Linked DNA regions of Mus musculus: regions 2, 3, 4 and 5 are each linked to region 1. A link is a contact called in public Hi-C and HiChIP or PLAC-seq data. All regions are on one chromosome and are shown on one strand. Each heading gives the region's core, a stretch centred on a gene start, on an enhancer-like site or on the middle of the called end of the contact. The rest is flanking DNA. Distances are from core to core; before and after follow the strand shown.

The links. Hi-C and Micro-C count contacts between places; a contact is called where the count stands out from the background. HiChIP or PLAC-seq counts read pairs in DNA pulled down with a chosen protein or histone mark.
Region 2: a contact with region 1 is called in a Hi-C map of uterus. The contact joins two enhancer-like sites. A contact is called at or near these places in 1 of 15 datasets of contacts at CTCF or cohesin (stem cell-derived epiblast-like cells), 4 of 484 Hi-C or Micro-C datasets (the 3T3-L1 cell line, bone marrow-derived macrophages, cerebellum and 1 more), 6 of 115 datasets of contacts at active chromatin or transcription factors (the NIH/3T3 cell line, craniofacial prominence, extraembryonic endoderm stem cells and 3 more) and 2 of 9 other capture datasets (embryonic tail and embryonic trunk).
Region 3: an H3K27ac HiChIP or PLAC-seq map of heart atrium shows a contact between it and region 1, with 2.7 times the contacts expected there. The contact joins two enhancer-like sites. A contact is called at or near these places in 1 of 484 Hi-C or Micro-C datasets (uterus) and 5 of 115 datasets of contacts at active chromatin or transcription factors (embryonic stem cells, extraembryonic endoderm stem cells, heart atrium and 2 more).
Region 4: a contact with region 1 is called in an H3K27ac HiChIP or PLAC-seq map of extraembryonic endoderm stem cells. The contact joins two enhancer-like sites. A contact is called at or near these places in 3 of 484 Hi-C or Micro-C datasets (liver and nephron progenitors) and 6 of 115 datasets of contacts at active chromatin or transcription factors (bone marrow-derived dendritic cells, embryonic stem cells, extraembryonic endoderm stem cells and 2 more).
Region 5: a contact with region 1 is called in an H3K27ac HiChIP or PLAC-seq map of embryonic stem cells, with 9 read pairs. The contact joins two enhancer-like sites. A contact is called at or near these places in 1 of 484 Hi-C or Micro-C datasets (embryonic stem cells), 3 of 115 datasets of contacts at active chromatin or transcription factors (embryonic stem cells, extraembryonic endoderm stem cells and pancreatic cancer cells) and 1 of 9 other capture datasets (embryonic stem cells).

The regions. Positions count from the first base shown.
Region 1 is chr16:29,944,204-29,950,545 of GRCm38.p6, reverse strand. No RefSeq gene overlaps it. Among named protein-coding and RNA genes, the nearest start is that of Gm32796, 25 kb to the left of the region's middle. Within about 2 kb of position 4,050, at least 312 of the 459 cell types and tissues checked have an H3K27ac peak or open chromatin away from gene starts, as enhancers often do. A contact at or near this core is called in cerebellum, embryonic stem cells, extraembryonic endoderm stem cells and 4 more, where this site is marked.
Region 2 is chr16:29,709,307-29,715,648 of GRCm38.p6, reverse strand. No RefSeq gene overlaps it. Among named protein-coding and RNA genes, the nearest start is that of Gm46567, 100 kb to the left of the region's middle. Within about 2 kb of position 3,613, at least 18 of the 459 cell types and tissues checked have an H3K27ac peak or open chromatin away from gene starts, as enhancers often do. A contact at or near this core is called in cerebellum and uterus, where this site is marked.
Region 3 is chr16:29,759,645-29,765,986 of GRCm38.p6, reverse strand. No RefSeq gene overlaps it. Among named protein-coding and RNA genes, the nearest start is that of Gm46567, 51 kb to the left of the region's middle. Within about 2 kb of position 3,981, at least 52 of the 459 cell types and tissues checked have an H3K27ac peak or open chromatin away from gene starts, as enhancers often do. A contact at or near this core is called in heart atrium, where this site is marked.
Region 4 is chr16:29,784,692-29,791,033 of GRCm38.p6, reverse strand. No RefSeq gene overlaps it. Among named protein-coding and RNA genes, the nearest start is that of Gm46567, 26 kb to the left of the region's middle. Within about 2 kb of position 2,678, at least 32 of the 459 cell types and tissues checked have an H3K27ac peak or open chromatin away from gene starts, as enhancers often do. A contact at or near this core is called in extraembryonic endoderm stem cells, liver and pancreatic cancer cells, where this site is marked.
Region 5 is chr16:30,078,586-30,084,927 of GRCm38.p6, reverse strand. No RefSeq gene overlaps it. Among named protein-coding and RNA genes, the nearest start is that of Gm32998, 11 kb to the right of the region's middle. Within about 2 kb of position 2,692, at least 30 of the 459 cell types and tissues checked have an H3K27ac peak or open chromatin away from gene starts, as enhancers often do. A contact at or near this core is called in embryonic stem cells, where this site is marked.

The DNA.
Region 1 (6,342 bases), core at 2,801-5,300:
TAGGAACCCACTGCTTACTCAGTCCAAAGCTTTGTCCCTGACTCTTGCTCTCAGGAAGCTAATTTCTCTACCGTTACAATCTACTCTGGGAGAGAGGAGGATGCTTGGGCAAGTTACATTGCCTTTTAAAGCCACAGGGGTATCGTTTGGTGCATTCCTGCCCCAGCAATTATTACCTTCTGAGAGCCTGCTGAGCTGCCTCCTGCTTTCCCTTTGGTCTCCGTGGGGACTCGTTATGTTTCCAGCAGGCAAGTATGAAATCGTATAGTGCTGGCTTACCAGAAGGGTTTGCTACGGGAATTTCACAGACAGCGACGGCTTCTCTTAAAGGAATTTACATCCCGTGCAGCAGAATAGGGAATGGTTGTGGCAGATGATGGTAAAAGGAATTGTATTAATATTACATGTATTAATATTCTCTGTCTGCTAGGCAGAGAACCAATGGGTTCTAATAGCACAGATCTATATCAGCACCCCCACCACATGAAGTCTGTTTATGGGGCAGTGGTATTTCCTCTTCACAGATTAGGAAAACTCAGGCTCAGCGTTTCCTTATCTTCCAGAGCAGGAATCCTTTATTGTTATTGTTATTATTATTATTAATTATTATTATTTCATGTGCACTTGTGTTTTGCCTGCACATATTTCTGTGTGAGGGTGTGAGTTACAGACAGTTGTGAGCTGCCATGTGGATGCTGACAGTTGAACCCAGGTCCTCTGGAAGAGCAGCCACTGCTCTTAACCACTGAGCCATCTCTCCAGCTCTCCAGAGCAGGAATTTTCACTTTTTTTTTTTTTTTTTTTTTTTTTTTTGGTTTTTTGAGGCAGGGTTTCTCTGTATAGCCCTGGCTGTCCTGGAACTCACTTTGTAGACCAGGCTGGCCTTGAACTCAGAAATCCTCAGCCTCCCGAGTGCTGGGATTAAAGGCGTGTGCCGCCATGCCCGGCTTCTTCTTCTTCTTTTTTTTTTTTTTTTTTTAAGATGTATTTATTTATTTTTATTTTATGTATATGAGTACACTGTAGCTGTACAGATGGTTGTGAGCCACCATGTGGTTGCTGGGATTTGAACTCAGGACCTTTGACAGAACAGTCAGTGCTCTTACCCCCTGAGCCATCTCACCAGCCCCAGAGCAGGAATTCTTAACAAGATCCCTGAGGCTTCAGGTGACAGGATTCCGGAGATCTGCCAAGGCAGGTAGGTCATTGATTTGTCCTTGGGTACAGAGTGGGTGTGATTTTTTTCCTCTACAGAATTCTGTGACTGTCAAAGATTTCCAAGCCACTACAATGGCTCCCCTATTCTTGTAATTAGTAATACAACTAATTAGTAAGTATTATGTTTGGATATGAATCCCCCTGCCCCCTGGCTTATGTGTGGAAAGCTTGCTATCCAGCCTGGTGGGCTTAGTCATTTGAGAATTTACTGAATTCTGAGGCCTTTGACTAATGAGTGGATTAATCCATACTTGATGGATTCATACTATGATGGCATTTTCGGGAGGCACAGCCTCGTTGGAGAAAGCACGTGCCCTGGATAGAGATACCATTGCCCTAACCTTTCCAGTTTCCCTTTGCTCCCTTATATTCACCATGTGAGCAGCCTTTCCTTCCCTGTGCCCTTCGGCCATGATGCTTCTGCCTTGGCATACGCTTAAAGCAATGCAGTCAGCTGACCGTGGTCTGAAACCCCTGAAACCAAACCAAACAACCTAACCAAAATAAGACGAAAACTTTCCTCCTTGTAAGTGGTTTCTGACCAGCATCTTATCACAGTGTTGAAACAGCTAACACAGCAAGTTGGGTCCCTGATGATGTTCAAGCCTACATTTTGATGTGTTTTCTTTGATTGCTATACTGGCTAGTTTTGTGTCAACTTGACACAGCTGGAGTTATCTCAGAGGAAGGAGCTTCAGTTGAGGAAATGCCTCCATGAGATCCAACTGTAAGGCATTTTCTCAATTAGTGATCAAGGGGGAAAGGCCCCTTGTGGGTGGGACCATCCCTGGGTTGGTAGTCTTGGGTTCTATAAGAGAGCAGGCTGAGCAAGCCAGGGGAAGGGAGCCAGTAAAGAACATCCCTCCATGGCCTCTGCATCAGTTCCTGCTTTCTGACCTGCTTGAGTTCCAGTCCTGACTTCCTTCAGTGATGAACAGCAGTATGGAAGTGTAAGCCGAATAAACCCTTTCCTCCCCAACTTGTTTCTTGGTCATGATGTTTCTGCAGGAATAGAAACCCTGACTAAGACAATTGCCAACCTTTATAATACTAGGCAAAATCAGATGCAAGAACAATTTTTGGGAAAAAAAATGTTCACATATTTCCTTACCTATCTCTATTCTGGAAAGTTGAAAGTCTTGCTTCATCTCAAATACTCCTCCCCACTCCACCCCCATGTACAGCAGAGTCACTGTAATGCAGAGTGGGAAGAAACCTCTAAAGTCTTCCAGCTGCACAGATAGAGAAACTGAGGCGCAGATGCTAAGTCAGTGCCCGAGTCCTGCCCAAGGCTTGTTCCTTATTAAGGACTCAACTCCAACCATGATCAGAACCTCTTGCCAATATTTCTCAACAAATGACAGTACAATGTGACTCATTTTTGACATTATGTAAATGAAGGAAACAAGACTGAGTGCCCTTCTGTCCAGAGAGCAGGAAATGAAGGCTGTCTGGGGCCGCATGTTCCCAGGGACATACTGTGTCACAAATGGGGTCTAGAAGAAGCAGGTCTTTGTTCATGGCCGACTTCACTGAGTTCCTCTCCTCAGCCGTGACTAGCAGGATTGGCACCCGACCCATTCTTCCAGCATCAGCCAGAGGCCACTTAGGTTGTCCTCTGCCACCAGAGGCTGCCCCCTCCCCCAGAGTCTGCCCCCACTGAAAGCAGCATTAGTGCTCTCTGGAATAGATGTTTCAAGCCAATCGGTGCCTCCCTCCCATAGGAAGCAAAGCCATTTGCCACAACGGAGCTTATACTTTTGCTCAGAGAAGTGCTGAGTTGAGGCTGTTAGAGATTATTGGGCTTTTATATTTTAGCTCCCCCAGCCCCCGCCACAGAGTAACAGCAGTTCCTGTGAGGGACAGTCTTGTGCTCACCTCAAGCAGGGATTGGTTATGGAGTCTCTCCCAGCTCTGGCTTCTTTCAATTAGGCAAAGCAGTGTTTTTCATCAGAGTTAACTATGGTGAGACAGTCCAGAAATGGAAGAGTGTAGAAGAATGATAGTGTTTTCCAGAGACTAGGCAAGCTGGGGGAGCTATTAGAGAGCATCAGACACATAAGGAAACTCTGGCCCAGGGAGAAGCAAAGGCGGGGAGACCACAGAGCCAGGTGGCTGCAGCTGGACCAGAAAGCCTGAGAACTGGGCATTAGTGCTGAGCTGGCACACGTTGTGCCAAACACCTGTCTTTCTAGACGACTTCATAAGCCTGATGCAGACCACAAGCGTGTTTTCAAGAGGTACCATTGGCTAACGTAGAGACCCACCAAGAAAAAAAAATGTCAAGGACTGGGGGCTGGAGAGAGGGCTTAGGACTTGAGAGTTCACACTGCTCTTGCAGAGGGCCTGAGTTCAGTTCCCAGCACCCATAGAGGCAGCTCATAACCATCTGTAGCTCCCGACGATGCCTTGGTCTGGGACTCACGTGCACATATATACATACAGACAGGCGTGCATATGCATAATTTAAAATTAAAAATAAAGTTAAAAACATTTTTTAAGGACTGAAGGATAAAAGATGTTGAATAATTTATCGGAAGCCTTTGAACACACTCTCCCGGGGCGGGGGATGAGGCGGGAAGGCCCCCTTCCTTCCCTATCCACCAGAATCTTTACTGTTCCTTCGCCTGAGTCAACTGGACACGGTCGAGCTTAGCCCCCTGCGCTTCTCCTAGGGTTTGACCGGAACAGGCTATCTAAGCAGAAGGGACCCCTTCCCTGGATCACCTGCCATCAGAGACTTTCAAGCCTTTCTTCGCCCCTCCCTTCCCGGCTCCAGCCGGGGTGTTGTGCAAGAGCCAGAGGAATTTGTGATAATGGAGCCACATGCCCAGGCTCAACCCAGGCCCAAGGAACTTGACCTGAAGCAGGAGGGTAAGCAAGAACACTCCTAGCTCCCAGGCCAGAAGGGTGGCCGGCAGCCACAAGGAAACTCCTAGTGGTCCTGAATGCTGCCAAGGAGGGGGAGGCTTGCCTTCTTATTTATAGCATTGCGATTGCAGGGGCTGGGATGGGGGGAGCTCGGATCCCTCTTGAGCTTGGCGCATGATTCATTTCTCCTCGGGAGCTGCGGGCCGAGGCAGGGCGTGCGCTCTGGCAGCCTCCGGCCAGCCGCACACTCGGGCCTGCTCGTTTATTTATGGTGCTTTATCAGGGGCTGTGCACCGCGGCGATAAAGTTTATGAAAAGAGGCGGCGTCTCCGGCGGCGGGCTGGGCCCCGGCGCTCCTTTCCCACACTGATTAGGATCAGCCGGGACTTTGGAAGCGGCAGTTAAGGATCAGGGTGCCTGGAGCTGGCTCGCCTTCCTGCCGCGCCCAGCCTGGCCGGCTGCTGGCCCGCGTGGGTGGGAGGGCCGCGCTGTGACCTGGCACGGGGCAGGAGCAGGGCAGCCTGGAAAATCCAGCGTCCAGATCCCAGCTGAAGCCGTAGAAAGGGGCTCAGGAGCCATTTCTCTTCTGAATTTGGCAACTCCGACCCTGTGGGTTTTTGTTTTGTTTTGTTTTGTTTTGTTTTGTTTTTTACTTTTCCAGTTCCCAGTTCTTTTCGTGTGTGTTTATTCTCCCGGTGCATTTGGGCCCATCCCTTAAGAAGACTAAGTCTCTGCAGCGAGAATATCTTTAATCGCTTCAGAGATAAATTCAGAATTACTAGCTCCGGTCTGGGGCCTCTCAGAGTCGCAAAGGGTGGATTACAGAGTAACTGCAGCCTAGGGTTATAAGGCTCCAAAGCAGGCACCGAGGCTGGCACTTGCCTCGGTCTTACTGACTTCCTTAATTTGTGGTGACCTCAGGGAGGTGACAGTCCTAGCCAGAACATTTCACTGTGTGATAAAATGACTCAGAAAGGCAGGGGCTGAACTTCAACTGGACTTTAGAGGCAGGAAGTGCAGCTCAGTGGTAGGGTCCTGGCTCAGGGTTTGATTCCTACACACAAACATACACACACACACACACACACACACACACACACACACACACACTAACCTAAATAAATAGAATCAGAGCCCACTCACTTAACGTCTGGATTTCCCTTCCTTCCTAGCACCGAGAACGGTGAACAGGACAATTATCCTGCCTGAGAAGGTCACTGAGGTATTATGGTCTTGAAAACAGGGGTCATGTGTCTTCATGTGTCAGCCTGACTGGTTTAGAATCACCTAGGAGATTGGATGGCTGGGGCTTATGAGGATGCTTCCAGGGCGGCTTACCTAAAGAGGGAAGGCCCACCCTGAATGTTAGCAGCACCCTCCTATGGTCTGGGGGCCTGGACTGAGTATGAAGAAGAAGCAAGCTAAACACTAGCGTTCATCTTTGTTCCTTCACTGAGATGGCCATGCCTTCCATGGACTGATGGCATTCCTTCAAAGCAGGAGCCCAAGTGAACCTTGCTTCCTTAAGCTGCTTTTACTAGGTAGTACATCACGGCACAGAGAAATATAGCTAACACAAGTAGATGTTCGCTAGACATGGTGGTGGGAAGGTAGGTGTTTCAGACAGAACAAGCCCTTCATAAAATTGACTCTCGGGGACAAGCTGTGTTCACCTTCTGCTTCTCTAAGGAGTGGGAGGGCAGAAGGCCAGCGACTCTGAGTTCTGTGACGACAGGGTTGCCTTCATAGACTACTTCCTTGCCCTGGAACCTTCGGCTTGCAACTGCTGAAATTCTAGCACCTCAGAAGTCTGACAACCATCTGATCTCTTCCTCTGATTCCTCCCAGACTCAGTCTTTGTCTCCCTAAAATCAAACCTGCCTTGGGGCTGTGTTACTAGACGGAGTAAAGTCCTCCCCTTCATACTTGCTTTGACCCAAGCCTGGCTTGCTATTGTATACACAAGGGGTGTTTGGTAACTGTGGTTGATGAATACATAGGTATGTGTGTCATGGGGGGCTGGCTCATCTCACAGGTGTCATATTTATCCCTTCATGGATTTCAAGACCAGACAGGCAAAAAAAAAAAAAAAAAGGGTCATCTGTGTCCCCACCAGGGAAGGCCTAGACCACTCTGCCAAGAGAACACAAAGACTAGAACAAGCCTAGCAACCAGGCTGGCTGAGCCTAAGCAACCCAAGCTGCTAGCCCTTCAAATCCCTCCAGACAAGAAACAGGATTAGTCCCAGGGCCT
Region 2 (6,342 bases), core at 2,364-4,863, 230 kb after region 1:
TCTTAACCACTGAGCCATCTCTCCAGCCCTACCCTTTCCTTATCTTTCTTTTGTTTTTATTTGCTTTTCAAGACAGGGTTTCTCTGTGCAGCCCAGGCTGTCCTGGAACTCACTCTGTAGACCAGGTTGACCTCAATCTCAGAGATCCACCTGCCTCTGCCTCCTGAGTGCTGGGATTAAAGGCGTCCTTACTCTCCCCTCATCCCCCCACCTCCTGGGGGGATTTGTACTTTGCCCCAGTTTGTTCGGACGGGAAGACTGGACAAAGCTAAGGTTCTCACCCTGCACTGAGCTGCCTCCTGGGTTTTGGGCATAGCCTCTCCATCTAGGGCTGCCTCTGACCTTGAAATTTGTACACCAGGCCTTGTCCTAAGGGTTGCAGCACGTCTAAAGGGATTGGGGATTTTTAAACATCTATTTTCATCCTGGGTAATATCCTGCTGTCCTAGCCAGGGAGCTGTGAGGGTCAAATGAATAATGGATAAAAAAAAAAAAAAAAAAAAACAAAACAAAAAAACAAAAACTGGCTCTTAAAGAGATAGGTGGCGACCAAATAAGTCAATGTTAATGCTTTCTCTCCCAAGGTCCCTGTCACACATCACATGTTCAGTGGCAGCCTTTCCCTCAGACGGCTGATGGCGCTGACTCAGGTCTGCTGCTCCTCTCGTGCCAGAAACAGAGACTGGCTGCGTCCCAGGCAAGGACTGGATGTCTCCATGTCACAGTTTGGAAGCCAGAAACCTTTTGATGCAGCCAAAGTGGGGGGCTGGGGAGGGGGGAAGCACAATTCTTTCTGCATGTTTTCTGCCTCACTACCAAGAAACATCTATCCTACCGCAGAAATGCCAGCCACACCACGGCTGGGAGCAGGGTGGGGTGAGACTAGGGAATGGCTCTGAGCCCAAATGTCTGCTGCGCAGACCGCCTGCTTCCTGGGAATTTGTGACTGATACAGGACAGCAGCTAGGTCTGAGTGGCCACACCTGTCATAGCTTTGTTCTCCAAACTCTGGCCTGGATCTCCGACCAGTCAGTCCATCCATCCTAGTCCTGACTTACTGTGTGCTCAGATCCTGAGCTACTGTCTCCTCCTCAGGGCATACTGATGGGCCTAGAGAAGGGCTGAGAAGGAACGGGGGTGGGGTGGGGGGGAGCTCTAGAATGAACTGTGTGACAGGGCAAGACCGAGCAGAGCTTTCTGCATCTTGTATTCTTGCTGAGGCCATTTCAGGCTTAACTAGAATTTGATCTCCTTAGAGAATTCCATGAAAAATTACCAAAGTCTATTCTAGGAACCTGAGGTCAAGATGCCCCTAAGATAAGTTAGCTTATCTTTGTTTCTGTTAAACTGCCTGCCTGTGCCAAAGTCCCTCCAGCTAACTGCTTGCATCTGCAAAGCCCCTCCTGAAGCTGCTGAGCAAGATGCTAGATGTGGTTCTTGCCTTAAAACGCCCCCATGTTCTGGACACTTGGGGCTATACCTGGGTCCCTGAATACCCAAGTATAATGACAGTCAGTTGGAATACAGTTGGTCACCTCTGGTAGGCTCCCTGTAACAATACTGGGAGAGCTAGAGACCAGGCCTGCCTACAAAGAAGGCAGAAGATTCAGAGCCACTGTACTCTGCACAGCTGTTCATGGATGCTCCCACACTAATATCCCCTCTCTGGGCCTCCAGAGATGAAGCTGACATCTATCACTTCTGTGCTCTGGCCATGCCGTAAATGGGAGAGGTGACATCAGGAAGGACTGTTTATTGTGTTTTGTTTTCACCAAGCATTTAATGAGCTCTTCCTATATTCCAAGTACTGTGAGGCCCCAAGGGATGCACCTCCTGGCCAGGGAAGCTTTGAGCATTAGGAATAGGAGACACAGACCTGTGGGCATCCCGCACAGAGCTACTACTGTAATGGAGGCCCAGCCTATACATCTGCGACCTGGGAACTATGAAGAGAGGGTCCTCTCTGGAACAAGAGGCATGGGATTTGTTGATCCAAGTACACAACTGGAATGTTCAGGGAAAGAGCAGTTTGCCCTGAGCAACTGACTCTCATCCACCCTACTCCAAATGACATACCTGGGCTGGAAGAGGGAAGGAAAGCTTGGGGTGGGGGCACAGGGATAGGAGTCTGGCTGTTTTGAGAGTCCCGATAATTTGATTTCACTTTCATCTACAGACCCTTCTAAGACCCCCACCAACCTTTGCACACTTGCTGCTCAAACTATAATCTCTATGGTTACCTCCTCTGTAAAGACGTAGTCACAGAGAACCTGTCAATCACCTGTATTGGTCCAGAAAGGAACAGAGCTGAGATTCAGTCCCAGAAGTCTGCTTCCAATTGTGTGGGTACTTGTGTGTGTGTGTGTGTGTGTGTGTGTGTGTGATGGAGAGTAGAGGGATGCTACTGATCATGTTCATCATGAAAAAGAGGTGTTGCTTTGTTATATTTTGTCATTTGGGTGTTTTAGCTAATTTTTGTTTTTTGTTTTGTTTTGTTTTTGTTGTTTTGTTGTTGTTGTTGTTGTTGTTGTTGTTGTTTCGAGACAGGGTTTCTCTGTATAGCCCTGGCTGTCCTGAAACTCACTTTGTAGACCAGGCTGGCCTTGAACTCAGAAATCTGCCTGCCTCTGCCTCCCAAGTGCTGGGATTAAAGGAGTGCGCCACCACCGCCCAGCTGTTTTAGCTAATTTTAATTTCGACGTTAAATAAATAACCTCAAAATCAGTTCCTGACAGAGACTTTATAGCAGCTGGAGCTGAACCTGAACCAAAAGCTGATCTCGTCCTCAGGCTCCTGCCTGGGGCCCCAAGGCTCAGTTATATCAGTCTCTGCTAAGGTCTGGCTAGTCTCCTTGCTTCCCCACTTTTGCCTCAGCCCTGTTTCTCCTTTGTCATTCATTGCCACTTCAGATATTGCATTTGACACCAGCCCACAACAGCTGGGGCAGGAGTTAAGGCAAAACTGGGAACTAAGAACTGGGTCACTGGTTTTCCTTAAACGGACTCTGCCATGGGTAAACAAATATGTTTACCAAAGGGTAAACATGTTCTCTATCATTTGAGCTACATATGAAAGTGATACCCAGGGTACTTTCCTGCCCCATAGGCATAGCAATGGTCTACATCAAATGACTGGGCAGTGCGCCAAACTCTTTCTTCATCCTCACAGCTGACTGGAAGTGGGCCCACCTGGGGGCTACAGACTGCTTGCCACTACCTCCTTCTGAGGGAGTAGGGCTTAGAGCAGATGTGGGAACGGGGCAGGCAGTGACCCAGGCTCTGTTGCCATCTTTGACTTCAACAAGATGGCCAGCGTGCTTACTTTGACCCAGAAAAAGCGACAAAGCAAGCAAGGACCTTCTATGTCAATGCCAAGCCCAACTTGCTGTGGGTACCACATGCACAGGCCACCCTAGAAGAGGCCCGGACTGAGCCAGTAGCCCAGAAATCGGGCCCATATGTCACATCCATCATTTGGGCTGACACCAATTTTACTTTGTTTGCAGCCCCATCGAGTTGAAACCCCTGCCAGACACCCAGATGGTGCTCCTGGGTCACTGCTGGTGACATCATCCGGGAGCACATCTATTCAGAAACTCTCTACTCACCACAGTCCAGTTTCATCACATGCTCAAACCCGTGATGAAGCGCCTGATGCCAAGAGTTCAGCAAGAGGGAGGAGGCAGTGGCAGAGACATACGGTTCCAAAACCAGGTCTCCACTTGGCTGGTTTCTGCCTGAGTCTCTGAAGATGCTTAGAGTGAATGCAGGAGAAAATAAGAGCCAGCAGCCTGAACAAGAAGACTCCACTCTGAAGTCTGAAACGGGAACAGAAGGTCAGATCTGAGATAGCCAGGACCACAAGTCAGATGTCTTTTTACAGTGTCTCCATCCTATTGTGAACACATGGGATTTGGCCACTGGAAGAGAGAGAAAGATAGGGTTGCCTTTGAAGGCTGCATGAGCCTGCTATTCTATCCTCATTCTCAAATGACAATCTCTCTGGTCCTCACAAGAGACCAGGGCCCAGATTCCAGGCAGCCCTGCTGGCCTGGCTCCCACCAGTCCCTCCCTGAGAAGGCTCTGATCTCCTGCCCAGCTCTCTGCCTACTCCCAGATTAACATCCTGTAGGCACTGAGTCTGGCCTGACCTTATGAGTGCTGAGCAGATGTGATACTTTGGTCTCTTCTCCTCTTAGGCCTTCATGACAAAAGAGGATGCTGTGTGTCTCTTAGACTCTGCTCTGTTCCCCATCAGGCTGCTGGATATTGGAAACTGCCTTGAGCCATGAATCCTGAGGCTCACAGTAGGTCTTGGTCTGTTTTCTGCTACTCTAATTGAAAGCCTGAGACTACATAATTTAGCCAGAAAAGAAATTAATTACTTAGACTTTTGGAAGTTTGAGAGTCTAAGGTTTAGGACTATATCTAGGGATAGTTCTCTTGCTGGTAGTGACTCTATGTCACAACACAGTCAAGAGACAGGGCCAATATTGGCTTAGACAAAAGACCTTTCAGATAATCTTCAACCCATGAATGAACAACTCATGAGAGCCCCTCAAAAATCCCACCTAGACCCATATCTCAATTCCACAGGGGATGAAATGTTAACTTGAGTTTGATTAGGGATAGTGGCACCACAGCTTGGTATAACTGGGAATCCACCTAGGCCTGGTCAAAGGCTTCTTCCTCTAGGAAGCCACCTCCAGTCACCCAAAACCAACAGCAGATTGCGCTATCTTTCCTCTTGGTCTCGTTGCATTTTGAACTCTTAAGATAATATTTTGTATTGAAACCTGCTTTGTATCGAGATCAGCCTGTGTGTGTCTGTATATCATCAACCAGGAGTTTTAATAAGACTTCATTGGAGAAGTGAGTGAAAGAACAGATAGAGTAACTGGAGTGTCTCTGGCTCCCGGCACACCTACAAAGAAAGGCCTTCCTTTCTCTCACTCACCCAGTAGCACTCATGACCACCTATGCATGTCGGGTACTGCTCTTGGTTACAGGAGACACTGCTCTTGGTTACAGAAGGGGACCAAGCTGCATACTTTTGAGGAATTACAGTTCAGAGGAGACCAAACAGCAAGCAGAGGAAACAGCAATGCTATAACATTGGATAGATAGATAGCAGCAGCCACAGATAACACAAAAGAACTAAGGCTGGGGCATGAGTGGGCACCAGTGTGGGTGGGCAGAGTAAGTGAAGGACAGAGTGGTGAGGGGCACAATTCCTTTAGGACACTGTGGGCACTAGTGACACAGGAACATACTGTGCAATGGTTGGGGCCTTGTTTGCTGTGTCATGGCATGGTGGAGGTAGGGCAATCTCACTTTGTTGTCAGCCAGCGGTTCTCTCATTGACAACCCATGCCAGTGACATCAGCAGTAATGTCCTGCTCCTGAGACCCAGCCCTCATAGCCTCACCAGTGCATATAGGCGTCAGTTATCAGCACATGCACTGAGCTTATGAGGGGACATTCATGTCTAGCAGAAGTCTAGATTGTATGGTAGACTCAATAATGGCCCCTGAAATATGTGCATCTCCCTATCTTCAGAACCCATGAACACTCTATGGAAACGGGGGCTCCATATGTGATTAAGTTACAGACCAGGACATGAGAAGACTATTCCTGATGGTCTGGGTATGATGGATGTGATGATGGAGTCAGAGATTAGAATGATGGCCCATGTGACCAGAAATGCAGGCAGCATCTTAAATCTGGAAGAGATAAAGAATGGATTCTCCCCACAGCCCTCTGAAGAAACCACCTTTGCCAACACATTGATGTTTAATTTCAAAAGACTTCTGATCTACAGAATCATAAGACACTAACTCAGTGTTGCCTCAAGCCAATAATGTAGTAGCTTGTCACAGCAACAGAAAAGAGACTAATGAAATGGAAACTTAAGGGTTCTTTTGGAAAGTCAGTTGTGTCGGATGGAGTTTTGCTGGGGCAAACACATGGAGGGACATTTCACTGAAGCAGACACAGGTGAAAGGACATTCTGCTAAGGCAAGCACATGAAAGGGCACATGAAGGATTCTTTGCTAATGACACTCATATATTGGTTCCCCTTACATTGCATAATTGTGTTCCTTTTGTTGGGACTCCATAGAGAGAAACTCACCCAAAAAACTTCTTGTGGTGTGCTGGTGGCTTCTTGCTGCTTCCTCTGACTTGGGATGATTGGCAGAGTGATGTCAGCTGAGAAAGACTCACATGCTGAGACAAGATATATGGCGAGGCAAGACCCATGGCGTATAAGTGACGTTTGGAGGGAGTATAAATAGAACTCAACAGACTATGGAAGAGGCCTGGCTTGGCTAGGCTTGGCTTG
Region 3 (6,342 bases), core at 2,732-5,231, 180 kb after region 1:
TAGGGGCTCTTAGAAATGATCTTGAGACATAACCTGCACAATTACCAGGTATTCCTTGTGACTCTTGTGACTTTGCACTTCCTTGGGGCTCTTAACTGGTATCTTTGGTATTTTCCAACAACGCCCTCCCCACTTCCTTGAGTTGTGGTTTCTTCCTTTAAATACCCCCTTACCCAGCTACTGGGGCACCACGGTCTTCTACCCCTGTGTGGTGTATGACCATGGGCCCTAGAGCGCTCTTGAATAAAAATCCTCTTGCAGTTTGCAGCAAGACCGTTTCTTGTGAGTGATTTGGGGTGTCGCCTCTCTGAGTCAGAACGTGGGGGAGTCCTGATTTTGTGGGTCTTTCAAACTCTTTAAGTGAGGCTTAATGGGCCATACTAGTAAGAAGAGCATGGAAGGCAGAGGTGCTGAGAGCAACGTAAATTATGACAGCCTGGCTTAGTATGTTTCAAAGGGGAAGAATATTAGTAAATAGTCTAACGACCATTCTTGTGATATGTTGGCAAAGAATATGGTACCTTGATCTTAAAAATCTGCCTGAGGCTAAATGCAGGAGTTTTGGTTGATAGTGTTGGCAGAGGAGGTTTCAAGACAGCCTAGTTTTGGGTTTCATGTAGTTATTTAGTAATCAATCTTACAGAGATCTAGAATAAAAAACGGAGCAAGCTGTACAAAGAGAAAAACAAAACATACAGTTTGAGGAGGAAAAGAGTCACCAGGAACTGTCATAGCGCTAATTCCAGGGTTCAAGGAGAAAAAACGTTTAAAGAAAAGCCTGGGGGCTGGTGAGATGGCTCAGTGGGTAAGAGCACCCGACTGCTCTTCCAAAGGTCAGGAGTTCAAATCCCAGCAACCACATGGTGGCTCACAACCATCCGTAACAAGATCTGACGTCCTCTTCTGGAGTGTCTGAAGACAGCTACAGTGTACTTACATATAATAAATAAATAAATCTTTAAAAAAAAAAAAAAAAAAAAAAAAAAAAAAAAAAAAAAAAAAAAAAAAAAAAAAAAAAAGAAAAGCCTGATGCTAAATGGAATAAAGGGATTACTTGCCTCAGGGCAAGACCCCACTCCTGGTACCAACTTCTGCCTTAGTGACTGTTCTATTATTGTGAAGAGACACCATGACCACGACAACTCTTTTAAAAGGAAGTATTTAATTGAGGGCTTGCTTACAGTATCAGAATGTACTGTATGTATCATTATCATCATGTATAATCATGATAATGTATCATTATCATCATGGCAGGAAGTATGGTTAGAAGCACAGCACTGGAGCAGTAGCTGGCAGCCACATCCTGATCTGCAGGCCGTGCTGACCAAGCATTCAAGTAAATGAGGCTTTGGGAGCCATTCTCATTCAAGCCATCACAGTTCTGTACACAACACTGTGTCCCTAAGTACACTGAGGTTGGTCCCACTGTGTACTGCAGGGTTAGGCCAACCCTTGTGAGACTGCCAGGAGTCAAGTGGATTTAGCATTCAAAAGGGATTGTTTTTATATGACCCACTGTGATTAAGAAGGAAATCAGACTTGTTGTTGTAGAGTCATCAAAGACCTTAGGTCTCTTGCTAATTTACATTTCTTTCTCTGAAGCCTAGGTCCTCTCTTGGAAGTAAATCCAGCCCTCAGACCCAAACAGGAAAGGGTCACCAGGGAAAGATTAAAAACCTCTAAGGAGGCAACTCCTCAATGGCGTGTGTGTGTGTGTGTGTGTGTGTGTGTGTGTGTGTGTGTGTGTGTGTGTTCTCAACAAACACAGCTGAAGGCAGGTGTGCTGAGGGTGTGGCTAAGCTGTCATGCATCAGAAATGGGGGGGGGGGGGGGATGATTCTCCAGCCAGCCCAGGCTTCCCAGCAGACATGGCTCAGGGGTTCAGGGCAAGATTCACTTAAGCAGCGGTGGGAGCAGAGGTGTGGCTGGGTGCACTGGGATTGGGGCTAAGCTTCCAAGGAGAGGAAACCATCTATGGCTGCTGAAGGCTCCTGTCAGGGCCATTTGATGTGCTCATAGTACGTACACAAGCCAGAAATGGCTCTCTCTGTGTTTTCCAGGCTTCGGATTCGTGTGTGTCTCACAGACACTTGATAATTGTGTGCCCCAAAGTGTTATCTTGTGCCAGCAGCATTGACATTGCCGGGAAGCTTGTTAAAAGTGTAAAGTCTGTGCTGGAGAGATGCCTCAGAGGTTAAGAGCACTGGCTGTTCTTCCAGAGGTCCTGAGTTCAATTCCCAGCAACCATATGGTAGCTCACAACCTCCGTAACGAGATCTGGTGCCCTCTTCTGGCCTGCAGGCATCCAAGCAGTGGGAACATTGTATGCATAATATATAAATTTTTTTTATCGAAGTGGACAATCCTGTACTCAGGACAGATGGGTGAGCCAGAATCTCTATTTCAATGGACATTTCATGAGCATTTACAGCTTAATACATCAGAGAACGTCCAGTTTTGCAAAGCAGGGTTTAATTTTACCTCAAGGGGAAAAAATTCCTTTGTTGGTGTGCTGATGAGTGACAATTTAAAACCTGGTAAGGGAGAAATAGGATTTTTCTATACCACTGGGAACTAAACAAGTGGGAATGAAACATGACTCAAGGGAGAAAAGAAAGTTCAAAGGCTACTCTGATGTAAATGAGGTGGCCAGGGAGCCATCAGCTGTACTGCCCATCAGATGGGTTAGGCTTCCATTTGGCTGATGCCTCCTTCCTTAAGGCACGGGCAGCTGAGGTCAAGCTCTTGGCTGCTCACTGTCACTCTCCTCTCAGCAGATGACCCCATCCCAGCACCTATCCAAGTCCTCGGCCAGTAAGCTCAGGAGAAAACACCCAACACCAAAAGCTTCAAAGGCTTGGCTGATAAGATGTGTTCAGGTACCTACCTGCCATCGTGGCAGTGTTCCTCTGAGTCCTCCTCGAGGACAGTGACATATGGTCAGTCAACACAATCTAGCAAACCCTGAGCAAACTGCCCAGTGCACCTGTGCTTCCAATGAGCAAATGACAGCACCTGGGAGGGACAGGTCTATGAATGTGGCCAAACCATCAGGGACTCTGTTCTGTTCTTTTGCATATTGCTGTTATCTCTGGGGCCCAGTCCTACACTGCTGCACTCTGTAATTCTCCTGTCAGGTAATGGTCCTTCAGGGCTTCAGAAGCAGCACTTTGGGGGACAACGACAGGTACTTCACCTCTGTGACTTAGAGGTTCAGCCAACACTGTCCAAGAAGAGTTCCAATATAGACAATAAACTTACACAAGACATCAGAGGCAAAATTGGTCTTGCTCTCCTGGAGTGGTTCTTCCTTACCAATCACTGCCAGGAGGCAGAACAGAACTGGGGCAGGGCCGTAGGCTGCATCAGAATCTCTGCAGCTATGTGAGCTCACGTTAAATATTGACTCTGCTCCTGGCTTCCTCGTGCAAGACAGAAATGCTGATGTGTGCCACCATCCTAGAGCTGTTCTGAGAGTTGAATCGAACCTCCAGCCTCCAACACTTAGGAAACCACCTGAGTGCATGGTATTCACTTAGCCAGAGGGTAGCAATTGTCACTGTTGATCACAGTGAGAGAGAGAGGGATGCCGGGTGCTCACGGATGCTTGCTGGAAGGGAGAGGCATCACATGGGCTAGGGGAAGTGGGGGGGGGGTTCGGAAAGGGCTTAAGAGGTGCTGATTCTGGTGGAGCAGGAAACCTCACGCTCCCATCTTGTTTTTCTCTGCTGGAATATGCTCTCACACTTGGATGGACATACACACCCCGCAACAGATTTGCAGCTGTCAGGAGAGAGAGATAACAGGGGAACAACAGCCAGCAGCTGGGCTCGCTGCCCCACTCTCTCAGGCTGTTCCAGCTCCAGCTGTGAGGAAAGAGGAAGACTGGAGCCAAAATCAGCCTCCCCCACCCCTGAGAAAATCCACCTAGATTAGACAGCTGCCTGTTCTGCCTCCTCTCCCTTGGGCTTTCAGCTGGAGCCTGGGAAATTGGATGAGGAGGTGAGGAGCTGGGAGGCCAGGAAATGGGCTCTGTTTATTCCCCTCTTCCTGGAGAGTAAGCAAAGGACCCCCGCCGTGGATCTGGGTGTCTAGCCTGGCCTACAGCTGTTGCGTGTCTGGGCCAGGCATCTGTCTTGCTCCACTGTGAGTAAGGGGGGTGGTGTTGGGGGAGTTGTTTCCATCCCGTTCCAACTGTGGTTCCCAGCCCTGGCCGTCCATGACATTCACCCAGAGAGATTTCCTGCAGCATCCCAGAACAACTGAGTGGGGTCTCTTTGAGGAGGGTCAGGGTGCTGGAACTTTTTAAAATCTCCTAGAAGATTTTAATGCTCGTGGTTGAGAACCTGTGATTGCAAAGAAAAAAAAAAAGTGAGGCTCTTGGGAGCCACAAATCACTGGCTTCCGTGACTTTGGAAATGGTTCGGCTCACGCTTGCCACATCCAGTCTAGCTCCAGAATCTGACCTGACCGCTGTGGCAAGGAATGAAGAATAGTCTGACAGACTGGCACACAGACAGAGGGCTGGGATCTGGTGGTCTGTGCTCTCTGCTGGAGAAGCCACCGTCTCTCAGAAGTCTAGTGTGTTTATTACACGGAGTGGAAAGGGGAGGCATGGTTATTGCAAATAGCTGAATAAAAAAACAGGGTTAATGGTACTCAGCCACACCAACGACGTAGGTTTAGCTACTCTTCATAGGACAGTCTCTGTAAGGGAGCAGTCTTCAAGTCATGAGTATCTGGAAGGGGTAGGAGGCTATGGTGGACTTTTTTTGCACACACTGTCAGTGCTCACACTTGCACACTTGGCTCCTTGAGGAAGGCTTTGCCATTTCTCTCTCTGAGCCTGAGGCTATGGGGTCCTAGACATGACTGTACCTGTATCAACAATACAAATCCACTCAAGACTTTGCCCACTCAGGGCCTCCTGCTGTATACAAGTGTCTGCTTTAGAGATGGGAACTGCATGGCTTTCACTTCGCATACCACAGCCGGAATGATGAAGACACCTTGTGAATATGCAGGCCTTGGAGGACAGTGCTAGTTGCTATCAATAGTGACAAGACAAGGCTCTTGCTATCCAAGAGCTGGGCAGAGGAATGGCCATGGACCTTCTGAATGTCACCATCTGCCCTTGGGTAGATAAGGAAGGGCAAGCTTCCAAACCCTAACCCCTCAGGGCATCTTAACCCCTAAGGCTGGTGCCGGTGCAGTAGTTCCACCCTTATGTCTGGGAAAGATGAGCCCCACTCTTTACAGGGCCATGCCTGTCTCCACAGTCATAAGGAGTCAGTAAGTTCATATTGTGGACTCTCTTTTGTATACCGAGGGCTCCCAGATTCCCCAATGAAACACAGATGGGTGCTTTTAGGACCTGCCCGGGCCTTTCCTCAGGTCTGTCTTTGAGAATCTGGGTTGGGCTACAGCAGTACACATTGCTAGGATCAGAGTGAGCAAGCGGGCAGCAGTGCTCAGGGGATTTGGAAAATAGCTTTGACTTTGAACCATACGTCCAGATGTGTGCCTGTGTGGGCATCTGAGGCTTCTTGCAGACAAGGTTATTGAAGGAGGAGGGAAAAGAAAGGGCCTGGGTATGGGCCAGAGGCACGCTTCTCTTCTGCTACCAAGTTCTGGGGCAAAATTCCTGGAATTTGAGAATTTTAAGCTAGAATTGGAGTTTTTGGCTCTTACAATATGCCTCTGTAAAGATAGGGAGATAGGATATATTTCAGTAACTGTTCTAATCTCATTTTATAACTTTTAAATAATAGACGGAGTCATTGGAACACTTGCTCCAGGCACTGCAGCCATGTCTGCTGGGCGAGTGTACCAAATCTAAGGTTCAGAGAGTGGAGGGTGCTCTGGGTTTTGTATCTGTTTAGCACTATGGCTGGGAGTCCTTGTGCTCTGCAGCCTCTGCCCAGCCTTGCCTGAAAAGCATCACTGAAGCTTTATCAGACTAAGGAGCAAGGATGGGGCTGGGGCCAGGGAGAGCCATCGTGGATGTTCTCAGTCTTGAGCAGCTCGCCTTGTCTGGCCTGCAGTGTCCCTCCATAGAGAGAAGGCTTTTGAGTTAAAGTTGCCTCGTGTTTCATCTCATCAATCAACACATTGAACTAAAGTCCCCAGGGCCCCCTCCCTCACAGTAAATCAATTGTCCCACATAATGCCAGCCAGTGCCCACTGGCTCCACAGAGCTTTCTAATCAAGCTGAGACCAAATCTCAGAGGAGCATGTGGATCTTACTGCCCTGTCAAAGCCTCTAACTTGAAGAGTGACAATCACCAGTCCCCATGAGCACTGTGGAGAGTAATCTGAAGTAAAGGGATTAGTGGAGGCTTT
Region 4 (6,342 bases), core at 1,429-3,928, 160 kb after region 1:
TACTAATCCCATTACTGGCTGCCAGGCCCTCACATCCTAATCACTTCCCAGAAGCCCCCTCTCTTCATAGTGCCTTTAATGCCAGCACTCACTTGAGAGACAGCAGGAAACAGATATCTTTAAGTTCAAGGCCAGTACGGTCTACATAGCAAGTTCTAGGACAGCCATAGGTACACATTAAGAACTTGTCTAAAAAAAATAAGTTAATTACATTTTACTTATTTATTATTAGGGGGCATGCTCTCTTGTGTGCACATGCACATATACACACAGGATTCAGGGCAAGGCAGGGACATCACTAATGGTCTTGATCTTAGTATGGTCTGTCCTCAAGGTTGCCTAAATAAAGTGGCCAAATGTTCAAACAACTGCTCCAGATTTTGGTCCTTTGGACCAGCACAAACTACAACCTTTTCTTTTCCTAATGCCCTCATCGGACATCCAGGCAGCTGCTTAGTTAGTTTCCAATGTGAGTGCCAGCTCTACCACCAGCTAGGGGGCTCAGGCTTGGTCAGAGGCTCCCTTTATAGGGCCCCAGGTAAAGAAACTTGGAGACTCCCAGGTGGGTCTCCACCAGGTAGATTAGATGTCTGTCCTTCTTCATTGTGGTCTCTGCTGCAGAAGCGTCTGGAAACCAGAAGCGGTGTCCCAGCTAGTGCTGAGAATCCTGACGTTTTCACATTTCCCCATTGGGCAACAAGGATTGAGTTAAGAGTCCAACCCACCTTCAGCACTGCTGGCTCTCCAGGCTCCTTGCCTCTCCAAAGCCACCCTTTCCCACCATCTCATCACAATGGAATTAACTTCAGGAGCCAACAGGTCTATGGGTTCCACCAGAGGCTGCCTGAGGCCAGGAACTTCCACTGGAAGGGACCAGCTGCTTTTACCACCACATTAGAAGCATTCTGAACTAGAGAGAAACTGCAGTGAGAGGTTACAGGCTGGTGCTGGTGCCCACTTGAGTCCAGAACCCTATTACAGGTCAGTTCTTTTTAAAAGGAGCAGAGCCAGGCCTTAGCAGGGTGTTCAAGAGTGTCCCTAAGCAGAGAAAGCAAGAGATATTTTGAGCTGCTTTCAATAAATGGTTTTCTTCTTGTTAAAATTTCCAAAGCAAACTTAAGTTGCGACCTCTGAGAAAATAAAGTCGCCTCTTACAGACTCAACCATGGGAGATTTTTCAAAGTAATTTTGTTCAGGTCTCTGGATTTGAGAATATGGAAACTGAGGCCAAGAGAGAAGTGGGTCCCCCAGGCTCTGGAGCTGGTTAGAAGCAGAAGGAGTAACTGAAAGAGTAACTATGCAGTCTTGAGTTAGGGCAACAGCCAATTCTAGCATTGTACGTAGAACTAGAAGTATACGTGATAGACAAGGTACAGTCTCTGTCGTCAGCCAAAGATAAGACAGGCCAAGCTATGCTCTCCAACCTTGGCAAGTTCACTTGCAGCTCTTTTCCTAAGCTATAAAAGGGCTCACACCACACAGCAAGGCTATCATGGGCATTAAAGACAAACACAGATGAGTTGCCCAGCACACATTACTGCTCACAGCAGTGGGAGTCATTAGAGTAGAAATGTCCACGGTGGAAATCTGTCCCTTTCAATGGTAGGCAGACAGCCACAGAAAGGGGCTGTGCTGGGCACTGTCTCTGAGTTTTTTGATAGACAAACACTTAGGTCCCTGGAACTGTGTTAATGGTTCAGGGGGGTCCTCCCCCTTGTCCTTTGTGAATTTTGTCCTAACTGGGCCAGGGCTTCCGGATTCATCAGAAGGGGAGCCAATGAACATGTGAAATGTCCATCTTCCCAAAAGATTGGGACTAGTGACCAGGCCACTAATTTGCATCCTGTCACCCATGCATTTAACAGATATTTAAGTACCTACCTCTTGCTGGGCACTAGGCTTGGTGCTAGGGATGTAGCAGTAGATAAATAAAATGCTGGTCCTCACAGAGCTGGTGTTCTAGAGAGTTCTAATACTCTAAAGGAAACTAGGGTGTGGCTGATGTCAAGCCCCCAAACCCTGTGCTCAGAAGGCCCTTCTTGGTCCCCCTCTCCCCTTTCCCTTCCCCTTCCCCTTCCCCTTCCCCTTCCCCTCTCCCCTTCCCCTTCCCCTTCCCCTTCCCCTCTCCCCTTCCCTTTCCCCTTCCCCTTCCCTCCAGCTCCCTACCACTACGACAATTGGCATGCTCCCCCTCTAAAGCATGCATCTTTAACTGGGGAAGCTAAACTCAAATGGCATTTGTGTTTAGAGACAAGCAATCTGATTCAACGATGAAGAAATTATAGACATCTTCTCTAAATTATGCCTCTACTCTGATTAAGCTGTGTGAGTGTGTGCATGTCTGTATGTGTGTGTGCATGTATGAGTGTGTGTGTGTGTGTGTCTGTGTGTATGTATATGTGTGTGTGTGTGTGTGTGTGTGTGTGTGTGTGTGTGTGTGTTACAGTGATGTATTTCTTTAAACATAGCTGGCCTGCCTTGGAAAGGGTTTCTCACCTCCTCACCAGGGCTTTAGGGAGTGTCTTTTTAGCAAACTGCACCCCAGCCCCACCTCTTTTATCAGTTGATTTCAGCTGTGAAAAGAAAGAAAAGAACCTTAGGTTTGTTTAGTGCAGGCCCTTGTCTGCAGCCAACAGGGAGAACAGGATTGGAAACTAGAGGAGGCTGAGCTGGGTTCAATGGTTAACCAGCGAGATTAATAAATGGCAGAAGGCGGAAACAGCCAGTGAGTACAGAGGCAAGAAGAAATGTCCCCTTGTAGTTCAAAGGCCAAGGAAAGTTTACCTAGATCTGGGGGACCTGTGGTTAAAAGGGCTTAGGGAGCCAGCTCTCCTCAGACTCCAGGCTCAACCATTGCCTGTCAGGAGCCTCAGCTGGCTCCTCTCAGAAGCTCAGCAGGCTGACCCTGAGCCAGACAGAACCCAGGCAGACTGCCCCTACCACTGGAGCCTCAGGCTCTACTCAAGACCACAGGCTTCTCCCAGGAGACAGGCTCCTGGTCTTCTAGCTGGCTCTCAGGCATAGCTCAGATCTTCAGATAGTGAGCTTTGGGCCAGGAGAACTTTTGGCAGAGAAAAATCAGAAGAAGACATTTCCATTTTCTGCCCTGATTCCCTTAGGGTGTTTTGGCAAATAGTCTCTTCTCCCCGTGCCTCAGCCTCTCTGGTGGTGTAGTTACCCAGCTCTTTTGCTTTTAAGGATCAGGTATTAACTATTTTCAGCTCTAGCCCACACAGCAGCTGTCTGCCTCAGCTACCCAACTCTGCCATTGAGGCGTAAAAGCAGCCAGAGGTGATATTTAATAAATAGCTGAAGGTATGTATCACTAAAACTTTATTTGCAAAACAGGTAGAAGACCGGGTTGCCAGAACTCTCAAAAATTAAATGATCTTAGATTACCTTACAGAGAGAAAATGGGGGCCCACTGATATAGCATGCTGCAAGCTACCAGACTACGTTAACGGTGGGACTGAAACTGGAGTCCAAGTGGCCTGTCTTTGGTTTACTATGGCTTCAAATTCTTCCAAAGGTAGAACCCAGCTAATTTTGTCTTGTGCTAATTGATCCTGGGAGTCACTCTCTCAGTGTGACTTGGAGTGGGGCAGAGCACTCTCACTCTCGGGCTGATTCAGAGGGACTTTTTTATGCATTGAGGATGCAGACCATGAGCTAAGGAACACTACAAGAAAAAGGGGAGGTGGTAGAGAATGTCGCACGCCTCCCTCTGAACGTGAGGAAATTGTAGCTAAGAGGAGGGTCCTTCCTATATATTCCACCTTTGATGTTACAGGTCCATGTCTATACTTACTCACCTCCATGTCCCACAGCCGTGACTGCGGATGGAGGGAGCGCTGTCAGGATATTCTCTTCCGGTGTCAAAATATTTTACTCACTGGGTTCTTCCTGGATAGACTCTCCATCCTGATCTTCAGTGGCTGAAGTGGAACGAACGGCTGATCCAACATGGCTCTGTTGATTGTCATGTTTCTGTGACGTGCTTCCCTTCAAACCACCTGGTGTGAATTTATATGGGACTTTCTGTTCCTTGGCTGGCTGAAGAGTCAGGGAGCTTTTATGATGTGAATCCATTTTCCTTTGTTCCCAGTGTCTGCCTTCCCAAAGGGAGAGGTTGAGGACACAGCTCAATGGGACGCAGTGACACCTCTTTAATTGAGATTCTCACAGGCCCTGAGGTCCAGCCAGGGTGACCCTCCTTTCCACACACCACCCTCCCACTCCCTGTGTGGTCATCTCCTTGGCCACAGGATATGGAAGCAAAAGCATTTCTTGACCGCAGCTGTTCCACAGTCACCTCTAAGTGAGACGTGGCACACACACACTGACGCCCTTCACTGTCCTGTTTGTGGTGGCAAGGGTTTGTAGCAAGGAACTGTGTGAAAGCAAGCAAGCGTGGGAATTGCTTTGCCACATCGAGATTGCCTTGCCAAGTGAGGAAGTGAGATGCTGGTGGATTCGGCAGGAGCGAGGACTGGAGAGTTAGACTGGTTCCGGGGAACTGTCTGAAGAGGCTCCAGTGAAAACAGAAGCAATTAATGGTGAGCCCACACTTTCCAACTGCAGGGGCAGCTCAACAGAACCCAGGCCAGAGCAGGGGTTGCTGAAAATACAGCCATGTTGTCCTGCATACAGATCCGTCACCGACATTCACATGCTCTGAAGTGACTTCAGCAATCAGGGCCTGAGTTCTCGGTGACAGCTCCTTGCCCCCTCACACAACCGACCCCAAACCCTGCCAACCTCAACAGTAATAGTTCTGCCCTAACTGTGTTCTGCCCCCCACCGCCTGGCTTCTCTGTCAAAGCCTGGGCTTCCATTTCTTCTTTGGCTTCTGACCTCAAGGCTCTTCCCAGCCTCTTCTTTGTATTCTGTTACATGTGTCCCCAGTAGGCAGTGGTGCTGTCCAGGACAAGGTGATGAGGACGAGGAGGACCCTGTATGTATTCCTACCATCTCTGATAAACATGTGAACAGAGGAGTAGCCTCGTAAGACAGGAAGTTGATGAGACAAACACTGTTCCCCAGTATGGACAAGTATCAGCTCCCAGTACCTATAGATAGATGTGCCTTTTAAAACAAAATTTAAAAATCAGGTCTTCTCAGATTAATCACATGCAGGACTTTTAGATGAGATCATCCAGGAAAAGACAAAGCACAGGAGAAAAATACAGATCCACATTAAAGGGAAAGCAAGAGAGTGAAATGACTCACTTACAAGCCCAGAGATGCTAAGAATTGCCAGAAACCGGGAGAGAACCATGAGAAGAATTTCCCATCCTTCGCAGCACACAAAAGACCAAAACAAAATTGGCTAGAAACTTGAACATAAACCTAAGATTACAAAACTGTGGAGGACAACATGGGAATGACTGTGGATCAGGCAATGGTTTCTGAGATACACACCAGAAGTGTGACCAGCAGAAGAAAAGCTGGGCAAGTCAGATTTCATTGATAATAAAGATATTTTTGTGTTGCAAAGGACACCAGTGGAAAGGAACAAAGACATGTGAAAGAACAGGAGATTAGTTGCAAACCTTATATGTGGTAAGAAATTTATATCTAAAATAAATAAAGAAGGAGCTAGAGAGATGGCCCAGTAGTTAAGAGCACTGGCTGCTCTTCCAGAGGACCTGGGTTCAATTCCCAGCAACCACATGGTAGCTCACAACCATCTGCAACTCCAGTTCCAGGGGATCTGGCTCCCTCTTCTGTCCTCTAAGAGCACTGCATGGCATACGCGCACCGCAAGTTTATGTGTGTGTGTGTGTGTGTGTGTGTGTGTTTGTGTGTGTGTGTGTACACCTCAATAATAAAAAGACAACCTAATTCAACATAGACAAATTATTAGAATAGATATTTTTCCTCCAAAACTATAGCAATAATAAAAAATAAAAATAATGAAAAATGAGTAAGTAGCCATTGGGAAGTATAAACAAAAAATACTTCAGGTTCACCAAGAAAGCTGTAATAAAAAATGGGGAATAAAACATATTGGTGATTTTGAGAGAAATCAGAATTCTAACATAGGGCTGATAGAAATGCAAAATGGCCCAGATCTTTGAAGAGTCTCTGCCTTGTATTGAGTTGAAGAATTTCCCCCAAGCTTCTTCACAGGCCATGATTGACTCTGAAAACGATCTGTTTCCCTTCCCCAAGACAGCCCATCAGATATCGTAGATAAGCAACTCCCTGAAATGCCCCCTGCTTCAAGACACAGACTTTCAACTCTTGTCGGCTCTTAGGTATTACCTGTATCGGTTAAAATTCTGAGTCTCAAGCCATAGAAATGACTGTAGCCAGCTCACGCAGGCATATCCATGAAGA
Region 5 (6,342 bases), core at 1,443-3,942, 140 kb before region 1:
ATGTAAGATCACTATATCCAGCTTTATTCTTTTTCCAATTGTTTTCTTACCCCACAATACAACCCCCTTCCAACTTTATGCCCTTGAAGTGAAATTCTTGGGTTTTTAAAAATTTAATCACACACACACACTAGCCTAGGCTGGCCTCAAACTGTGCAACCCAAGGTTGACCTTGAACTTCTTATCCTTTTACCTCTACCTCTGTAGTGGGCTGATTGTAGCTCTATGCCTTACTTACACAGTGTGGGGATTGAACGCAGGATTTTATGGTTGCTATTGAAGTACCCTCCCATCTGACCTACCCATGAAGTTCCAATGTATAGTTCTGTGTTTTCGTCTAATATCTAAGAAATATTTTCCTATTCCTAGCCACAAAGATTTTTCTCTCATGTTTCTTTTAGCAGTTCTACAGCTTAGGTTTTGTATGTAGGGTTCCTATCTACACTGAGTTAGTTCTTACAATGTGGAAACAAATAATATTTCTTCATTTTTTTTAAATCCAATTTCTCAGCATAATTTATGGCATAGCTTTTCCTTTCTGTCTATTGAAGATCAAGTAACTATATATTTAGTATATCTATTCCTGGACTCTCTATATTATTACATTGATCTAAATGCCTTTGTTACACAACACCACGGTGGCATGGCTACTATGGTTTCATAATGAATCTTGACATCAGATCACATAAGTCTTGCAATTTTATTATTTTTCACATAAGTCTTGCAATTTTATTATTTTTCAAAAGCATTTGAATATACGGTTTCCTTCGTTTTCTAGGGTATGTACGCCACACATCTGTGCACTGAGCCTGCAGTAGAGTGTCCCGGTAGACCACACATCCCCGCACTGAGCCTTGGGTACCAGGGGTCTCTGTAGAGCACACATCCCTGCACTGAGCCTGCAGTAGCAGTGGTCTCTGTAGAGCACACATCTCTCCACTGAGCCTGTAGTACAGTGATCCTAGTACAGCACACATCTCCACACTGAGCCTGGGATACCAGGGGTCTCTGTAGAGCACACATCCCTGCACTGAGCCTGCAGACCAGGGGCCCCTGTGAACTCACATCCTTTCATAGCTGTAGCCACATTTCCCTGTTTGCTGTTGGCCTTGGCAGGAGAGAGGCAGAAGGGTGGGGGTTGGGGGTCGAGGCTAGGACTGTGGGAGAGGCTGATTGGCACCTGGGTTTTAATTTCACTGGAATGTTTTCCTGGGCGTGGCCTTTCTCTTCCTGGGTGGGTAGATGCACACAGCTTCCTGGGGAGGAGTGTTTTTCTTGGGCACTTTTTATTGGGTTTCAACTGAAAACACAGGATATTGGTATGGACTTTTAGGTTGAATTGCAGTCTACCCCCAGTACTTCCTTGAGGCTACATTTTACCCGACCTCTCTTAAGTCTCACTTGCTTACCCAACACAGAGTTACAGAGTTCTGGAGCTGGAAAGCGCCTTCGGGACCATCGAAAACAATCTAATCCTCCAATCTCACTGTTTGATGAAGAGGTGAAAAACTCAGTTTCAATCATGCGGGACTGATTGGTCGTAGCACTGGTCTCTAAAACCTGTCAATGGATAGTGTGAGCAGGCGCCCAGGTTTACCCGGGAGAGCCCTTGGTCCAGTATATTGCCTGGGTGTAGTTATTGATAATCACTCCTTTGCTTCTCCTAAGGAACAGGTTCGATGATGAGTAGTGTAGCCAGTGCTTGGTAATGCTTTCCGCTGTGTGGGCGCCAGTGTGGAGGAAGGGACAGAGGACATTCTCAGAGTTACACTCACAAGCTCATGAAAGCATCTGTAACTTCTCAAGCATGAGAAAGAAAATAGGTTGTCAGGTCTGAAGGGTCTAGAAATACGCTGCTCAGATGGTACATAAAACCCTCCCTCCAGTGCTGTTTGGCTGACCCAGCCTCCAAGGTGCTTCTCCTTTCTCGGCCTCCTCTCCCCAAACTCATCGGCCAATATCCTACTGCTGTGGTCCTGGAGGCCATTGGGGTCTTGGGTATATTTTCCTTCTGTGGAACGTTCCTTTACCTGCCCCTCCCCCACCAATGTTCCCAGATACTTCCTTTAGAAACATTTGTTCCCTGCCCCCCACCCCCGCTCTGGCCCCCACTCTTTTTGTTGTTGTTGTTGTTTTTCGAGACTGGGTTTCTCTGTATAGCTCTTGCTGTCCTGGAACTCACTTTGTAGACCAGGCTGGCCTCGAACTCAGAAATCTGCCTGCCTCTGCCTCCCAAGTGCTGGGATTAAAGGCATGCGCCACCATGTGGCCCCCACTCTTGATATCCACAGGCGCTCCCTTTGAGCTTGTTGGGGGAGTGTCTCCTGCCTGGACTGTGAGCAGTCTCAGGGGCAGGACAGTCAGTAAGCTCTAAGTACTGAGGTTGGTACAAGCAGAGGGCACAGGTAAATTCATTAAATTCATTCAAGAATGATTTACTGAGGATTACAGTTGGGTCCAAGCACACCACTGTGGGGTCCCAGCTCATGACCACGGAGCTGTTGCCCAGTTCTGCCAAGATAATGTATGGGCCTATGCGCTATATGCTGTTAGGTCTCAAGGCTAATGGCTGAGGTGCCTATTTAACACACCAAAGAGGACCTAGCTGCCGCCTAGTCAGTCCTAGCATTCCTCAGTCCTTACCTGGCAGACCCCACCCTGTCCCCTGAACTTCTCTAGCTCAGGGGCTGGGCTGCCCTTCCCTATATGATCTTGTCATTTCCGTTACCTAGCCCTTCCGTCTACCCTTTCCCCTCCTGGCCTCTCCTCCCTCCTCTCCTGACATGGCTCAGGGCTACACTCCCTCTGAACTCTCCCAGATGTCCCTGCCTGTGGCTATGCTCTCCCTTTTATGTGCAATAAGCTTTCTCCTCCACCATACCTAGAAGGAGTCATGCTTTTCTTCTTTTATCCCACTCCCACCCCCACCCCGTTCATACCCCCATGTTTGTTTCTTTCCTGGAATTTTGCACTCCTTTAGGAGAAAAAAAATAATCAGTCCATTAGTCTTTCCCACAAAGTTTATTTCTGAACTAACAGCATAAATCTCTGATCTATTTTAAAACAAGGAAAGGGAGGTTAAAATAACTTTTTCAAGGCCTCTGGAGTCAGTAGTTATTCCGATTGTTAAGCCCTGTGCCTTGGACCCTCACTAGCTCAACACTGGGGAAGGAGGTGCCCTGGGCACAGCCCAACCTTGTCCTTGCCTTCTTAAGTTCAGGGTCTTCCCCAGCAGTGTTTTTGAAAGGTAGGGCCGTGTTTGTGGCTGAACCAGCAAGGGCTTTTCCTGAAGGCTTCCCAAGGCCGGCATCAGAGCTGACCAGGAGCCATGCTCAGTCTCTTGTGAGGCAGTCTCTGGTTTTGGGTGAATGGTGTGTGAAGTTTCTGAATGGAGATGGAAGACACACACGCTGGGGACCTAGTGAGTCCAGGTCCAGAGGAGCTTGCCCGGTGTTATGGGAAGCAGGAGACAGAGGGAGCTAGGGAACAGGCGTACATGTCAGGGTGGGGTCGGGAGGAAGGAGAGCGGGGGAGGAGAGGAATCTGGGCTCCAGTTGTGGAGAGGGAGGAAAGATTAGAACTTGTATTATTCAGATTACTGCAAACCATTCTCACACTCTCCCCACCCACCGCACCACCCTCACCTCAATTCAGTCATCCTCTAAATGCCAGCCCCAAACCTTGCTTTGGCTTCCTTCATTCAGAGGTTGGGGCCACTTCTCCCTAATTACTCGAGGACTCTCCTCTGGTCTGAGAAGACTGTGGTAAGATGCACACAGAAGGGAAAGGTGATCTTGCCAAGGGAGCTGGTCTTCCCAGGCCAGGCGACTGTGTCCGTCATCTAGGGATCTTGTGCTGTCTCCTCCAATGAACTTCCTCCAGCTCTGAGCAACCGTCTGATTCCACCATAGCCCTTTTAACTAACTCACAGCAAACATGAAGCCATAGAGGGGATAAAGCGTGACTTGGAGGTACAGAGAAAGGCCAGCTGCCTTCAGGGAGCCTGTCTCCAGGAGCCCTGATCACTCTGCCAGGGCCTCATTCCAAACTGCCTTGGGCCTTCTCCTCCACCCTACAAACTTCCCCATGGGAGAGGGAAAGGGAAGGATCTCCTGAGCCTTAAAGGCCTGAGGGTGAGAAGCTGAATTTGGAAGTGCTAAATCGGAGTGTGATTGGATTCTCTTGGACAGAATCCCTCACCAGACATCACTCCAGGAAATCTGAGAAAAATCCAATAATCTGAGGGGAGCTATATGGGGCCACACAGCAAGACCGTCAAGTCACTTCTACAGCCCAGAGCTAGACAGCTCGAGGGGACTGAATGCTGAACTTCTGGGTCACCCTGACATGTAAGATGGCCGAGCCAGTGGAGGGCCTTCTCTTCTTCTCCTCTCCACTTGGAGACTTCACTTCAAGGTGGGGTCCAGGGCTGGTCTGGGTACAGAATATAGCATCTGGCACCTAAGAAGCACTAACTGTATTCCTGGGGTAAACCAATAAAATAGGAAGCAGTTGCTTTTGATGCCTTCTTGAGCCTAGGCCACATCCCACGAGCCTACCTTAAAAAGCAGAATAAAACATAAAACAACAGCAATAATAACAATAGCCCATGAGCCAAACAGAGAGAGGGGACTAGAGGGGGACAAGGAGATGGGATGCAAAGGGTTTGAGTGGACACATGGTATAACTTTTAAAATGTCCTGGGAGGGAAGAGGGACAGGCATCATGATGGCTTTTGCCACCAAGCCTGACAACCTAAGCTTCACCCCCAGAGCCCACTCGATGGAAAGAGAGAAAGAACTGCCATGAACTGTCCTCTGATCTCAACACATGTCCCTCACTCAGCCAAGGCAGGTTGTACTGCAGTGCTGGGTGGCGCCAGTATGCTTCACAGATTTGGGGAATTTTTTTGCCTGCTTATTTAGGAAAATCTTATAAGTCCCTTGTCAACTCCAGTAGACAACTTGACACACCCAGGAAGGAGGAACCTCAACTGAGGAATGACCTTCATTAGATTGGCCTATAAGTATGTCTGTGGGGCATTTTCTTCATTGCTAAGTGATGTAAAGGGCCCCGCCACCGTGGGTGGCACCAGCCCTGGGTGGGTGTGCCTGGGCTGTTAAGCAAATAGACGCAAGCCCATATGCAATGTTCTTCTGTGGTCTTGGCTTCAATTCCTTCCTCCAGGTTCCTGGCTGGAGTTCCTGCCTTGGCTTCCCTTGATGGTGGCTGTGTGACTCCAAGTTGGTTCTGGTCAGTGTATATCACAGCAACAAAAGCAGACAAGGCTAGCCCTACTGCAGGACAGGCATTGTGATAGGTCCTAAGGGGGGCTGGAGAGATGGTTCAGCACTGATGGCTCTTCTGAAGGTCTTGAGCTCAAATCCCAGCAACCACACGGTGGCTCACAACCACCCGTAATGAGATCTGACGCCCTCTCTGGTCTGTCTGAAGACAGCAACAGTGTACTTACCTAAAATAATAAATAAATCTTTAAAAAAAAAGCGATAGGTCTTAAGGATGTAGTCTCTGTGTGTGTGTTTACACACTCACACAATTGGTAGTTGAAAATGGCAGCCCAGTATACAACGAAATGATATCAAAACAAAGTCTGAAAAGAAGGCCTCAGCGAGGCTTCTGAGGCTGCAGAGTCTAAGCTGAGACCTAAAGGTTTGTGTTAGCTCAATTGACTGGCCTGGGGCAGGGTGAGTGGGGTGGAAGTAGGGATTTAGGAAAACTATTGTCGTTGGTTTGGTTTCCTTCCTTCTTTCATTGTCTTTTGTTTGTTTTTGTTTTTAGAGACAGAGTTCTTTGTATAGCTTTGGCTAGATGTGCCTGCCTCTGCTTCCAGAGTGCTGGGATTAAAAGCTTGCACTGCCATTTCAAATCCTCCTCCATCTCTCTGTCTCTCTGTGTCTCCCTCTCTGTCTCTCCTCCTCCTCCTCCTTTTGTGTAAATAACAGCAATTTACAAACCTGGGCTATTGGAAGGGTAGAGGGAGAGTCTGGAGTCTAGCAGTGATGCTCACTCCTGTTAGACCCAGGCATGTCTTTGGCTGATGGTTGTCAATACTCTTCTCCTGAGGTGGTTTACAACCCCTTGTTCCTCCCGTGATCCTGTGTCCCCTAAAAAAACTACTGGGTTTTGTTCATGTCCTGGTCTCCATGGTTCCCAGCACAAGGCAGAAACTCAGAGAAGTTTGTGGAAGGAGTAAATGGGTGGGAAGCCAGGTGATTCACAGACACTGAGGGATGACCTACCCATCTCTGTACTAGCTTCTACTTCAAATGTTTAGAGTGTTCGCTAATGTCAGGGAGCCTTGCAGCAGTTCTGTGGCCATAA